3 separate regions of the Mus musculus genome follow, and regions 1 and 2 are each linked to region 3. A link is a contact called in public HiChIP or PLAC-seq and Micro-C data. All regions are on one chromosome and are shown on one strand. Each heading gives the region's core, a stretch centred on a gene start, on an enhancer-like site or on the middle of the called end of the contact. The rest is flanking DNA. Distances are from core to core; before and after follow the strand shown. Region 1 holds the start of Lmf1 (lipase maturation factor 1). Region 2 holds the start of Hs3st6 (heparan sulfate (glucosamine) 3-O-sulfotransferase 6). Region 3 holds the start of Telo2 (telomere maintenance 2).

Region 1 (3,964 bases), core at 989-3,488, 460 kb before region 3:
GCAGCCAGGAATCATGAAACCATGATACAGGAAGATGGGATAAGGAAGCAATAAGGAAGCAAAGCACATTGCACACACACATTGCCCACACACACTAAGCAGCCACTGGAAATATCTGCCTGAGTGAGGAGCTCACAGCCTTTTTGTTTTGTTTTGTTTTGTTGAAACAAGACAGGGTTTCTCTGTATAGCCCTGGCTGTCCTGGAATTCACTCTGTAGACCAGGTTGGCCTCGAACTCAGAAATCCACCTGCCTCTGCCTCCCGAGTGCTGGGATTAAAGGCGTGCACCACCACACCCGGCCTGAGCTCACAGCCTTTTGTGTCAAGCTGAAATGCTAGATCCTATACTGACCAAAGGTGACATTGCCCACCCGAGAGCCCAAGAGCCTATCTGCCAAGTGTCTTCAGCACAAAGCCACCAGGTGCCACTGTACCTTCCAATTCTATCCCTCCTGTAGATTCCCTTCATCTTGCTCTGAGTGTGTCAGTACCAACGTTCCCAGAATTCCTTAGTATTGCATGGGATAAAACAGCACAAGCCTAGATAGTTTTTTCCACCCGCTTTAGAGAGAATAAGTGGAAACTCAGGCAGGCAAACACACGGGACCGTTTGGTTAAGAACTCCAGTTCTCCAATGCACCCGGAAGTAGCCAGTCCGTCACACAAAAATGCACATGAGCCTGACTCTCCACATGAGAGCCACATGGACACAGCCCAAAGTCTAAGATGACTCTTCTGAAAGATGCCGAAGGTACACCATGCACGAGCCTGGCATGTCCTGGGCCCTGGGGCTTACTTAGCACTCAGTTTTGCCTTCCTTACTAAAAGGCTGGGCCATGGCCACCAGTGTCCACATAGTCACTGGGCCACCCCCTAGGTATTAGGAATTAGGGTGAGGATTTGGAACCCACAGTTACTCCCACCAGACAGATGTCCACAGGTTTTAAGCCTGAGCTCCGTCTCATGGCCACAGGCAGGGCAGGCCCAGTGTGAGTAGACAGGCGCTCAGCCTCAGCTGGGGGTTCAGGTGTCACTATAGTGAGTTGTTTGGAACTGGTTCTATATGACATCTCCTGGCCCACTACTGTGGGTAGCAATAACAGGCCAGGAGCTGAGGGGACATCAGTGCCCAGTGTAGTGGTCCACACCTTTAATCCCAGCACTCTGGAGGCAGAGGCAGGCAGATCTCTGTGAGGAGTTCAAGACCAGCCTGGTCTACAGAACAAGTTCCAGGGCAGCCAGGACTATGCAGAGCAACCCTGTTTTAAAAAACAAACAAACAGTAACCAAACCAACAACAACAAAAACCAAAACCAAAAAGCGGTGTGTATGGGGGACACCAGCCTGCCTGCCTGCCAGTACCTTTGATTCCGCTTTTCCTGAAGTGAAGGAGGCTAAGACTCTTTAGGCTCAGGTAGGTATGGGATGCTGCAGTGGACTGTAAAGGTCTGCAGAGCCTAAGCAGAACCTTGGAGTCCTTCCAGAGCTGACCTGGTTGAACCTCACTTCTTGCCTACCAGTGAAATCTGGCTAGATCCTTGGGCCCTCTGCCGGGTGCCCTTCCAAGCAGGTCAGGTTGGAGCTGTTGCACAACCTTTGGGTCCAGTGGGGGACCCACTGAGAGAAGGCAAAAGGGGCGAGGCTAGGTCTAAGTTGCAGGCTAAAGACCGTCATCTCCCCTAGGGCTTCGGAACAGGAATAGAATTAGCATCGTCTCGCCATTCCCAGGGTGCAGGCAGAGGGAGTGCATGGGGACTGCCTTCGCCTCTTACACGTGCTAAGTGGGGCTGTGGAGAGGCAGGGGTTGGGGTGGGGTCCCAGGAACACGCCGAGGAGGGACCTGACATAAAGTTTAAGCAGCCACTGAGTGGGAGGTGAGAAGGCGGGGTCCGGAAGCTCACAGAAGGGCAGAATGGTTTTAGTGCAGGATCCTTGAAGCCTATAGAGGGACAAACGGGAGTCCGGAAGCAATTAGGGTTTGGGACCAGGTCACAGGATGCCGGCAACAGCCCGCTCCCACCGGACACTCACAGTAAATGAAAGCGAGGGCCCGCAGGAGCACGATTCTAGTCAGCCAGAAGGTGCCCGTGTGCAGCCGAGCTGGAGAATCTGCGGGATCTCTAGCCAGAGAAGGTTGCGACGCTGGACTGTGCTCCGCACCCCCGACCTTCCGTTTTCTCAGCGACCCCTCGGGCGCAGCCATTACTAGGCTGTCTGGGCGCATGAGCACAAAGGGCGGTGCGCGCGGAGGCCACGCCCACAAGCCCGAAAGCCACACAAGCTCCCCTGGATGACACGCGGACCTCTTGCAGCCAAGGCCCACGCGCCACGCCCTCTCTGGGCGGTCTCTCCTAGCGGTGGGCGTCTCCGTGGTGGCTTCAGTATTTGCAGAGAGTGAAGCGACAGGGGAAGGAGCTAGTGACGGCAGGCCGTGTCCTGGGTGCGAATGTGCAGGGAAGGCCAGGCCTGTGGCCGTGGCAGAGCAGGGTTTTCATCCTGTATTCCTCTGCTGCCCGCTGCCCAGGAAGGCGCAGATTATACTATAGGACAACTGACAGGAAGAAACCTGAAATTTGCCCTGGAACCTCCTGCTTTCTCTTCTTCCTAAATCTCCTTGTCTGTGGTCCCCAGAGACCTCAGTATACAGGTGGCACCTCTATGAAGATCTAGGACCGTGTTCAAGCTATTTATGGGGCCACTGGACCATCAAGGACTCAGATTTACCCACCAGTAGCATGCGCAGAATCCCAAGGAGACACACCTTAAATGCTGCTTTTATATTTGACTTTATATTTAATAGCTCAGACTGGCCTTGAGCTATAAAGCCCAGAATGACAGCAAAGAAATTGTCCTCATGAGCTGCCTCCCTCGATGCTGGTATTACATGCCACTTGCCTGATAGCAATTCTGCTTTTTCGTGTTAGGTGCCACTCCAGCACTGCCCACAAATGATACTAGAAAGGCGTTCTGCAGCAGAGAAAAGGAGGGTCACTGGTTGTTGTTTGTTTGTTTGTTTGTTTGTTTTTTAACAACTTATCCTTAGCATCTCCTTTTTGTGATTGCTGCTTTGACATATAAGTTACCAATGCTGCATGGTTAAACATGGCATCAACAGCCAGAGTGGTTATAATGCCAACTACAGGGCTCTCTGGAACAAGGGTTTTTTTCCATCCATCTTTCAGAGCTTTCTATGTATTAAAGATCTTGTGCCTTTCTGAATTATCACTGGTTGGTTTTTTTTTTTTTTTTTTTTTGCAACTTATCCTTAGCATCTCCTTTTTGTGATTGCTGCTTTGACATATAAATGACCAATGCTTGCATGGTTAAACAACCCATTAATATTTATACCTCTACACCAGCAGTGAGCCTTTTGTGGGTAAGGACTGGTGTGCTGTTGCTGGGACTCTTCCCGGCCTCCAGGCTTCCTGATACTAGAGTGCTAGCATAGAAATACAGCCTACAACGTGCTTTGGGTATTTTTTTTTTAAGTTTCCTTTTCTTTTTCTTCAGAAGCACTCCCTTGGGAGCCCAGCTGAGAGTATGCCCCATTACAGATGTTGTGATAGGTAATACAAATACTTCCCACCTGCCAGGCTTCCTACAGGCCAGCATCTGCCCAAGGTCTCAAGAATTTAGAGACTGAAGGAACTGTGTATCCTGCATCCAGATCTTTCAGTAGGAACCCTTAGCCCTGCCTCTCCTCACTGGCATATGCCAGGCATGGGATGGGCCAGCAGAGACCTTTGGGGGGGGCAGCTTTAGTCGGCACAACTTCCTCAAATTATTTCTGGAAGCCAGAGCTATGCAGGGAATAGAAGGAGAGGAAGGACCGCTCTGCCATCAGGTGTGACCCTGGGTGCTGTGGCTCAGGTGGGGACCATCCTCACAAAGAGCCCTTTGTCCTCAGCTTCCCCTTGCAGTGGTAACATTGTCCTCCCTGCAGAAGGGCACAATGGGGCATTG
Region 2 (4,035 bases), core at 107-2,606, 360 kb after region 3:
CCAGAATCTGACCATCCACCAGGACATACTGCTGTACCTGGGGTAGTGCTCCCCACATTCCACTGCTGCATCCCAAGTCCTCCTGTATGTAGAAAGGACAGCTACAGAAGGGTGTATTCCAGTCCCCACCCTTGGGCTAAACCAAAGAGCAGAGTCTCCCTCCTCAAAGCCCAGACCTAACTTTCTTCAGACTCCAGCAGCTATAGAGGGCTCCCTGATGCAGGGTGAGGGAGAGATTCTTAGGGGTGGAAAGGCACTTTCTAGAACACTTCTGGAAACCTGGAGGCCCTTCCAAAATATACTTGACTAGTGGTCAGATAATTACCAGTACTTACCCAGAGTTATAGCAGGGAATGGACAGACACGAAGGGATGATAAAGTGACTGAGCTCCAAGTATCTCTAAGGCTGCCAAGTAGCTCCACCGGGATTATATTGATATAAACCATAATAATATATGGATATATATTAGTAGCTTAGTGGTAGAATACTCGTTTAGTACATTTGAGGCTTCAGGTTCAATTCCCTGACCCTCTAAAAAGGAAAGTCTACCTGCCCAGTTATCTCACTCGCTTGAAACTACTTTCAAGATAGGATCATGCCTCGCTGAGTCCCTTGGCCACCCAACAGGAGAACAGAGTTTTCTCTGAGATTTTCTAATTCCTGCGACCCTTGGCTATAGATGGCCTCTCCTTCGAGGGTCGCTGTGCCCAGGAAATCAAGGCTATTTCCCTAACAGGCTTGTTTTAGACCCAGTGCCCAGGATTCTACCCTACTCATCCTGGGTTCTAAGAAAGCACAGTCCAAGGCACACACCGACGAGGCGCGGACCAGCAGGGACGCTCACCGGTACCAGGCGAGGCCGCGATCATAGCACCTGTCGAAGAAGTGGGGTTCAGAGCCAAGTGCACGGACGTCGGGGTGCAACCGCAGGAACTCCAGCAATGCGCGCGTGCCGCCTTTCTTCACACCCACAATGAGCGCCTGAGGAAAGCGCCGGCGCCCCGGGCCGCTGGCCACCGGCAGGCCGGGTGCTCTCAGACGGAGGGAGGTGTGGGGCGGCTCGGCGGGTGCAGGAACCGGAGCAGGGGCGCGGGCGGCAGGTGGACAGCGGCCGGGGAGGGCGAAGAGGCAGTAGGCGCTTAGCAACAGAACTACGAGCGCCAGCGGAGCACGGAGAGCACGCAGTGCAGTCCCCTGGCCCGTCCCCGCACCCTGGAGGTCACCGGCCCCGCCGCCCAGGCCACCGCTACCTGCCATGGGGTCGCTTCGCGCTCAGGCTCGGGAGCGGGAACCGCAGACAGGTGCGCATCCCGGCTATAGTGCGTCGCCCGCTCAACCCCAGGGCGCCCGGCTTCTGGGTTGAGCTCCGCAGCCTCGCAACCCTGGAGCCGGAGAGGGGCGGGGCGGGGCGGGGCGGGGCGGGGCGGGGCGGGGCGGGGCCGAGACGCCCCTCCCCAGCCCTCGCCTGGGACTAGCGACTCCAGCTAACTTCCAGAGCGACCAGGAGCTATCCCAGCTACCCCAACACTCCTCCTGAGCTGGTCTCCGGTTCGCTTGGCTCCAAAGTCTTCGCTCTTACACTACGGGAATGCGTGGCGCGGAGGGACACAAGACTGGGCGAGTGGGAATCCCCGTTCTGTCCTTTAAAAGTCTATCTCTGCCCCTTTGGACCAGGGCGACAGGTGTGCGGCCTCAGCCCCTGTTTCCCGGAGCCAGGGCCTCATCACCGGAGGACACCGTGTCCAGGAATCGCCTGTGCAGGAAGGATGGAGCCAGGCATACATCCGGCGCGGAAAGGGTCCCCATGCATCTTTGAGCCTGTGACAGGAATGCTTGTTGCATTACTTGCCAACAGTCCACCTAGCCATTCATTAGGGTGGGAGCCCTGCCCTGTGGAGAGAGCTTGTCCGATAGTCGGGCCACCATTTTAAAGTCCTTGTATCAAATAGAGCTGGCCTCCCCAAGATGTCAGTGATCCCTTCGGGAAATTGCAAAGCGGTGACACGCCCCCTCGCCCCCCAGGAGTGAAAAGGCCTGTACTAGGAGGCAGGGGAGGCATCTGGGTTCTGTCTGTGGAGCTTCCTCTGAGCATAGTGAGATTCCCGGGGCCCTCACATGTGTGAAACCTACCAGACACTGCAGAAACTTCTCACCCACCCACCCACCCCCACCCCACCCACCCACCCCCACCCCACCCCCGCGCCTCCATGTCCTGTTCCTGGCTCACCGAGTCTACAAAGCTGCTTACTAGGAATGCAGAGGAGGAAAGACTCCATCCAGGATGCCGAATAAGTTGCCCTGACCAGGGAAAAGGTAACGGCGCCTCTTCTTTCTGCCTCTGTCCGACTTTCCTGGCTGCCCAGTCTAGTCCCTGCCCCAGTACCCTTACTCAGCCTCTGCCCTCGGCTCTGTTTATTAATCAGCAGTCCGTGGGTCTCATGGCATCTGAACAAGTCTCACACTGCAGGCTGCCTCTGAGGGACAGAAAACTCCAATGACCCACAGACATTTAGTTCCCACCCTGAGGGCAGCTAGGTACAAGGGGGACATGCACCACCCAAAACTAGTCCCAGACACCAGAGCTACATTTGCTTGTCAGGGCAAGCTGGTGCCAGCAGCCCTGTGGGCGGGTTTTTAGTCCAGCACTGTCTGGGAAGCATGTTAGTACATGTAGGGACCTAGGAAGTTCTTCTTCGGATCTAGCTGTAAATGGGATTTGTTGAAGACAAGCTGGTTCTCCTCTGAGCACTCCCAGGGAGGTCCCATACTGCCCGATTACACCTTCACAGTCTGAGTTGTCACCACTTGAGACTTAGTCCCTGGTAATCCCCCCATCTCCTCAGTGCTGGCTAAGTTCCTACCTCCTGCTGGTGATTTCCTCTGCAGGATGCCTTTCCACAGGGCAGAAGACTCTCCAGGAGACACTGGCCCGGAGCAGCTGAGAGTTTGGAAGCTGACTCTCTTTCTCCATCTTCCCTCTGGCTCTCTTGGCGGGAAGGGGTACAAATCTGGAGATCCCCCTGATGGCACCCATTCCCAAGCTCTCCAAAACTCCTAACATGGTGCTGGCATGCAGAGACTACTCAATACATACTGATTAGAGAGGAGAGGGTAGAAAAGGCATTCTGGAGGTGATGGCCAGATAAGAAGTTAACCAAATTCAGGCAGAAGAGGGAGTGGTAATGGCTGCTCAGCAGAACACAACAGCCAGAGAGATTGGAATGGGAATGCAAGCTCATCTTGCAAGGAGATAGGAGAGGAGAAGGGCCTATTAAAGTCCCTTCCTCTGGCCCATGGCCACAGGCTACGGCCACCATCAAGTCTTTGGGGTGATAGCTTTCTTGAGGTTCAGCTCACATACTATTCAAAACTAGACATCATTGACTTCCAGAACGTTCATCATGTTGTGCAAATATGGCTATCATCGACTTAAATGTTTATTTTAGATTTTATTTTGTTATTTACGTGTAGGACTGGATTTTTTGCCTGCCACTTATGTGTGCATACCACATGTGCCTAGTGTATGAGTATGTCAGAAGAGAGTGTCTGGTCCTCTGGGACTGGAGTTACAGACAGTTATGAGATTCCATGTGAGTGCTAGGAATTGAACTTGAGTCCTCTGGGAAAGCACCCAGTGCTCTAACCACTGGTCCCACACCCACACCTATCAATTTTAAAATATTTTTATCACCCTCCAAAAGAATCCTAGACCCATTAGCAGTCATCCCCTGTTTTCTCTCTTTCAGCATGCATGATAACAAGTCGCCAGTGTGTTTTCTGTTTCTCTGTGCTCACTGGTCTATCACAGACTCATCCAGAGTCTATCAGTTTGCCTCTGACTTCTCTCTGAGCACCACTATTTCCGGGGGCTTCCACAGTGTGGCATGTCAAGGCTCCGTTCCTTTTGTGTCTCACCTGTGGGAAATTTCTGTGGGTCCAAGGTACACCCTCTGAGTGCTGATAGACTCCATTTACCCTGAACCACCACCTTCATGGAGCGCTGGGCTTTAGGGAAGCCCTGAGACACTACTTAG
Region 3 (3,777 bases), core at 315-2,814:
ACTACAAGGTTGCAAATTGCTTCAGGTCTGGAAGATACAGCCCCAAGGCTTTTTGCAACCATTTCGACCAGGTTGAGAAGAACACGTCCTCTGGTGGCCTAGCTGAGGAACTACAGAGGCTGGTGCAAAGACTGTTAGCAGAGGAAGTGCCCCTTTTCAGGATTTGAAGGCAGCCGCTTTGACTCCCTCTGGGAGAGACTTTCCTCATCTCCTCCCTTTTGTTGCAGCTTTAGGTACAGTAAAAGGCTCCTCTCCAGGGTTTGCTTGCCTACTCTCAGTAATGTGGGCTAAGCTGTTATCATGAAAAAAAAAGAGGTGGCAGAGACAGCTGAGCAATTGGCAGGCCAAGCTACAAAAGGGACAGGACAGTCAGTTTTGTCATAGCTGAGGAAGCAGTAGCCAAGGCATCAGGGGAGTGCAGAAACTGAGACTGAATGAGGATAATTGACTAAACCAGAGAAGAGATGGCATAGCCTTGGATGCCAGATGAGTTCCAGAGAGCCAAGAGGTCTCAACCCTAGGCCAAGAATTTTAACACTGGCTGTCATTAAGAGCGAAGGTCTACACAAAAATTGTAAAGCTGTAGGGCTGAAGAGTCCCTACAATCACCAAATCTGCTTAGTGGAAGCTGCACCAGCCACAGGAAAGAGCCAAGGATTCCTGACCTACGTAAGAGCTAGAATACTTTTAGGGCTAAGGGTCCCAATGCCTCCAGTCCCCTAATACTAGGGGAGTCATCTGCCATCTCTCACTGAGGCCAAACATGGAGAAAAAAAAAAAAAAAAGAAAGCTACCATTTGAAGACCTTCTCTTTGACTAACCCCAGTTTTTATTTGTGTAGAGATCCTGGCTGGCTGATCGGTAACACTTCCATGGATGCTGGGAACTGAACTTGGGACCTTGGCAAGAGCCACACGTAATTTAACCTCTAAGATAATCGCTCTGGCCCCTGGTATGCTCTGCTAACTGCTAAGCCTTGAGTGGGCTCATTTCCTGCTCAGGAAGGGTAATTTTGCTTGATGATGTTGAATGAATACAGCTTGCTCAGATTTCCACCCACACCCAGTTCCGCTGAAATGTTGCTCCCTCAATGTATCTTCCAGATCAGGATGGTCAAGAAAAGTTCTGCCATGATGGAATGTTTCACACTGCTAAGTTCAGACGACAGTCAGGATCCCTGGGTGTTTACTCAGCTAGTGGTGTTTCATTTAGGGCAGTTTAGACGCAGTTTGCGTGTTCGCAGTAAACGTGCACCCTTGTGTACCACCAAATACATCAGCGCATCCGCATTACAACTTGGCCATATCCGCTGTTCCTGGCTTCCTTATTCTGTTTCCCTCAGGGCGCCTAGAGAGTTGATTAGTGCTCTAGAGTGGAAAGTCATCCGACCCAAGGCAGCATAGTGGGGTAATGTGCTGGGGAAAGTCTCTCCAGAATTAAGGAAAACAGAGACAGCAGTCACCAGGGGACCAATAGAGCGGACACGCCTACCGGAGTCCTGCCCTCAGGCCTTGCCCACCGTAGGCTCTTAGGCCACGCCTCTTCCTCCTCTTGCGCAGGCGCAGATGCTGCGGTCATCAGCGCGTTGGCGCGCCGCTGATTCGTCCCTAGCCACGCGTTTGTATCAGCCCCAGAAATTCTAAATATCCGTGCAGGTTTCACGTGAGCTCTGCGACTCGAATTCACAGCTGCCCTCAGCTGACACTGAATCTGGCGCGTGGTCCTGGTGCCGTGGCGAATCAGCGGCGCGCAAGAGGGAGCATGTGGCCTCGGCTCTGAAGCATGCTGGCCAGAGGAACCCTGTAGGAGTGGTTGGTCCAGTCGGGGCTGCAGTGTCCTGCCTTGCAGCATGGCCAGTTCCCATACGAGCCGAAGGCCTCGTGTTTAGGGGGCTGGGTGCTAACCTGGAGCTGCAGACGGAGGAGGAGTTTTAGTTATTGCACCCTGGCAAGCCACTCACTCATCCAACTATCAGTGGGTTTGACAGAGGAGACAGCCACAGTGCACCGGTGCAGTCCGGGACTGAAGCTCTGTCAGATCATCGGGCAGGCGGGAAACCCGGAAGAAGGACGGGAGAGCGTGAGTGAGATTGTGAGTGAAGCGCCTGGAAGCGCAGAAGTAAGTGCGTGTGTGTAGGGGGGTGGGGCCTGAGATTTGGAACCGGCCCAACTGTTTCCTCCCTTAACATCGTGGGTGCCATGGGAAGAATTCTTGACACTCTAACATGCTTTTCTCGGACCCTCAGCCCTGTTCTGCAGGATGGACCCAGCCCTGTCTGCTGTCCGGCTCACCGTCCAGGAAGCCATTCACATCCTTTCATCCTCAGAGGATGCTGGCCATATCCTTTCTACCCTGGGGACTCTGAAACGATACCTCGGTGGAACCGAGGATCCAGTTCTTCCTGAGGAGAAGGAGGAGTTTGCCACTGTCCACTTCTCAGCCGTCCTTAGATGTCTGGTCAGCAAGCTGAGCCCAGGTTGGCTGGAGCTGTCCCCCGGTGGCCAGCTGGAGCGGCTTTGGGAGAGCTTCTTCCTGGATGGCCCTCCAGACCAAGCCTTCCTGGTGCTGATGGAAGCCATTGAGAGCACTGCTGGGTGAGCAGTTAGTGAGCAACAGGGCGCCCAAGTTCTGAGAAGGTTCCCAACACCTTAAAACTGTAAGGGGAAGGACCCTGCATCTTAGCCTGGCCTCACTCCTTCTTGTTGAAGGCTGGGAGGAAGAATAGGGTTCCTTGCAGATCAGCACTCAGAGAGTCTCCACTGTCCCTAGCTGATGCCCTAAAGGTCACTTGTTGTCTTCTACTGGGCCCATTCTTTATTCTGTGGCACTTTCAGGATCATCAGGACATTTCAGGGTTTTTTTGTTTGTTTGTTTGTTTGTTTTTGTTTTTCGAGACAGGTTTCTCTGTGTAGCCCTGGCTGTCCTGGAACTCACTCTGTAGACCAGGCTGGTCTCGAACTCAGAAATCCACCTGGCTCTGCCTCCCAAGTGCTGGGATTAAAGGCGTGTGCCACCACCGCCCGGCTAACATGTCAGGTTTTAAATGTTTATCTACCACATTGCTGCTATGGATCCCTGTGTACCCAGGTCCCACATCCGGTTGAATGGCAGTCCTTGGAAGGATCTGTGGCTGTGAGAAGCTGGGGTTTTATAAACTGCTGGGGTGTGGGGGTGGAGAGATGGTTCAGTGCTTAAGAGCACTGGCTGCTTTCCCAGAGGACTGGGTTCAGTTCCCAGCACCCACATGGCTGCTCACAACTCAGTGCAACTCCAGTTCCAGAGGATCTGACACCCTGTTCTGATTTCATAGGTTCTTCGTGCATGTAGTATACAGGCAAAACACCCACACATAAAATATCAAAACTTAAAAAAAAAAAGAAAGAAAGAAAGAAAAGAAAAAGACTTGTGCCAACAGGCCAGAACAGGGGAAGGCCTGGTGTCTATCTGTGCAGGATCGGGGACATCCTATGAGTAACTGGCTGTTCAGCAGGGGAAGAGAAGAGCTTTCCAGCTGATAGGCAAATGTAAATCCTTAGGAAGTAGTTGGGACTAATTCTTTCTTGTGTGTTTCGTTTTGTTTTTTGGTGCTTTTGACAGCTCTGGCTGTCCTGGCCTTGAACTCATAAAGATTCTCTACCCTCTGCCTCCAGAATGCCACCATGCTCAACTTCTTGGTTTTTGAAATGGGGTCTCTCATCTGTTGGAAGGTTGTCAGCTAGGTTAGGCTGTCTGGCCATGGAATCTCAGGCATTCACTTGCCTCTGTATACCTAGGGCT

The links. A called contact is a pair of places that touch in the nucleus more often than the background predicts. HiChIP or PLAC-seq counts read pairs in DNA pulled down with a chosen protein or histone mark.
Region 1: a FOXA1 HiChIP or PLAC-seq map of pancreatic cancer cells shows a contact between it and region 3. The contact joins the promoter of Lmf1 here to the promoter of Telo2 in region 3. A contact is called at or near these places in 2 of 39 promoter capture datasets (hippocampal neurons and liver), 2 of 484 Hi-C or Micro-C datasets (CD4 T cells and Th1 cells), 2 of 115 datasets of contacts at active chromatin or transcription factors (embryonic stem cells and pancreatic cancer cells) and 1 of 9 other capture datasets (pancreatic islet).
Region 2: a contact with region 3 is called in a Micro-C map of embryonic stem cells, with 2.2 times the contacts expected there. The contact joins the promoter of Hs3st6 here to the promoter of Telo2 in region 3. A contact is called at or near these places in 1 of 39 promoter capture datasets (pre-B cells), 3 of 484 Hi-C or Micro-C datasets (the C2C12 cell line, CD4 T cells and embryonic stem cells) and 2 of 115 datasets of contacts at active chromatin or transcription factors (embryonic stem cells and pancreatic cancer cells).

What each region holds. Positions count from the first base shown.
Region 1 is chr17:25,577,448-25,581,411 of GRCm38.p6, reverse strand. Lmf1 (lipase maturation factor 1) reads right to left here and starts at 2,238. Exons shown (of 11, transcript NM_029624.4): 1 at 2,033-2,238. The coding sequence starts at 2,225.
Region 2 is chr17:24,750,309-24,754,343 of GRCm38.p6, reverse strand. Hs3st6 (heparan sulfate (glucosamine) 3-O-sulfotransferase 6) reads right to left here and starts at 1,356. Exons shown (of 2, transcript NM_001012402.2): 1 at 846-1,356. The coding sequence starts at 1,258.
Region 3 is chr17:25,113,754-25,117,530 of GRCm38.p6, reverse strand. It overlaps Telo2 (telomere maintenance 2), which reads left to right and starts at 1,564. Exons shown (of 21, transcript NM_001163661.1): 1 at 1,564-2,118; 2 at 2,246-2,594. The coding sequence starts at 2,260.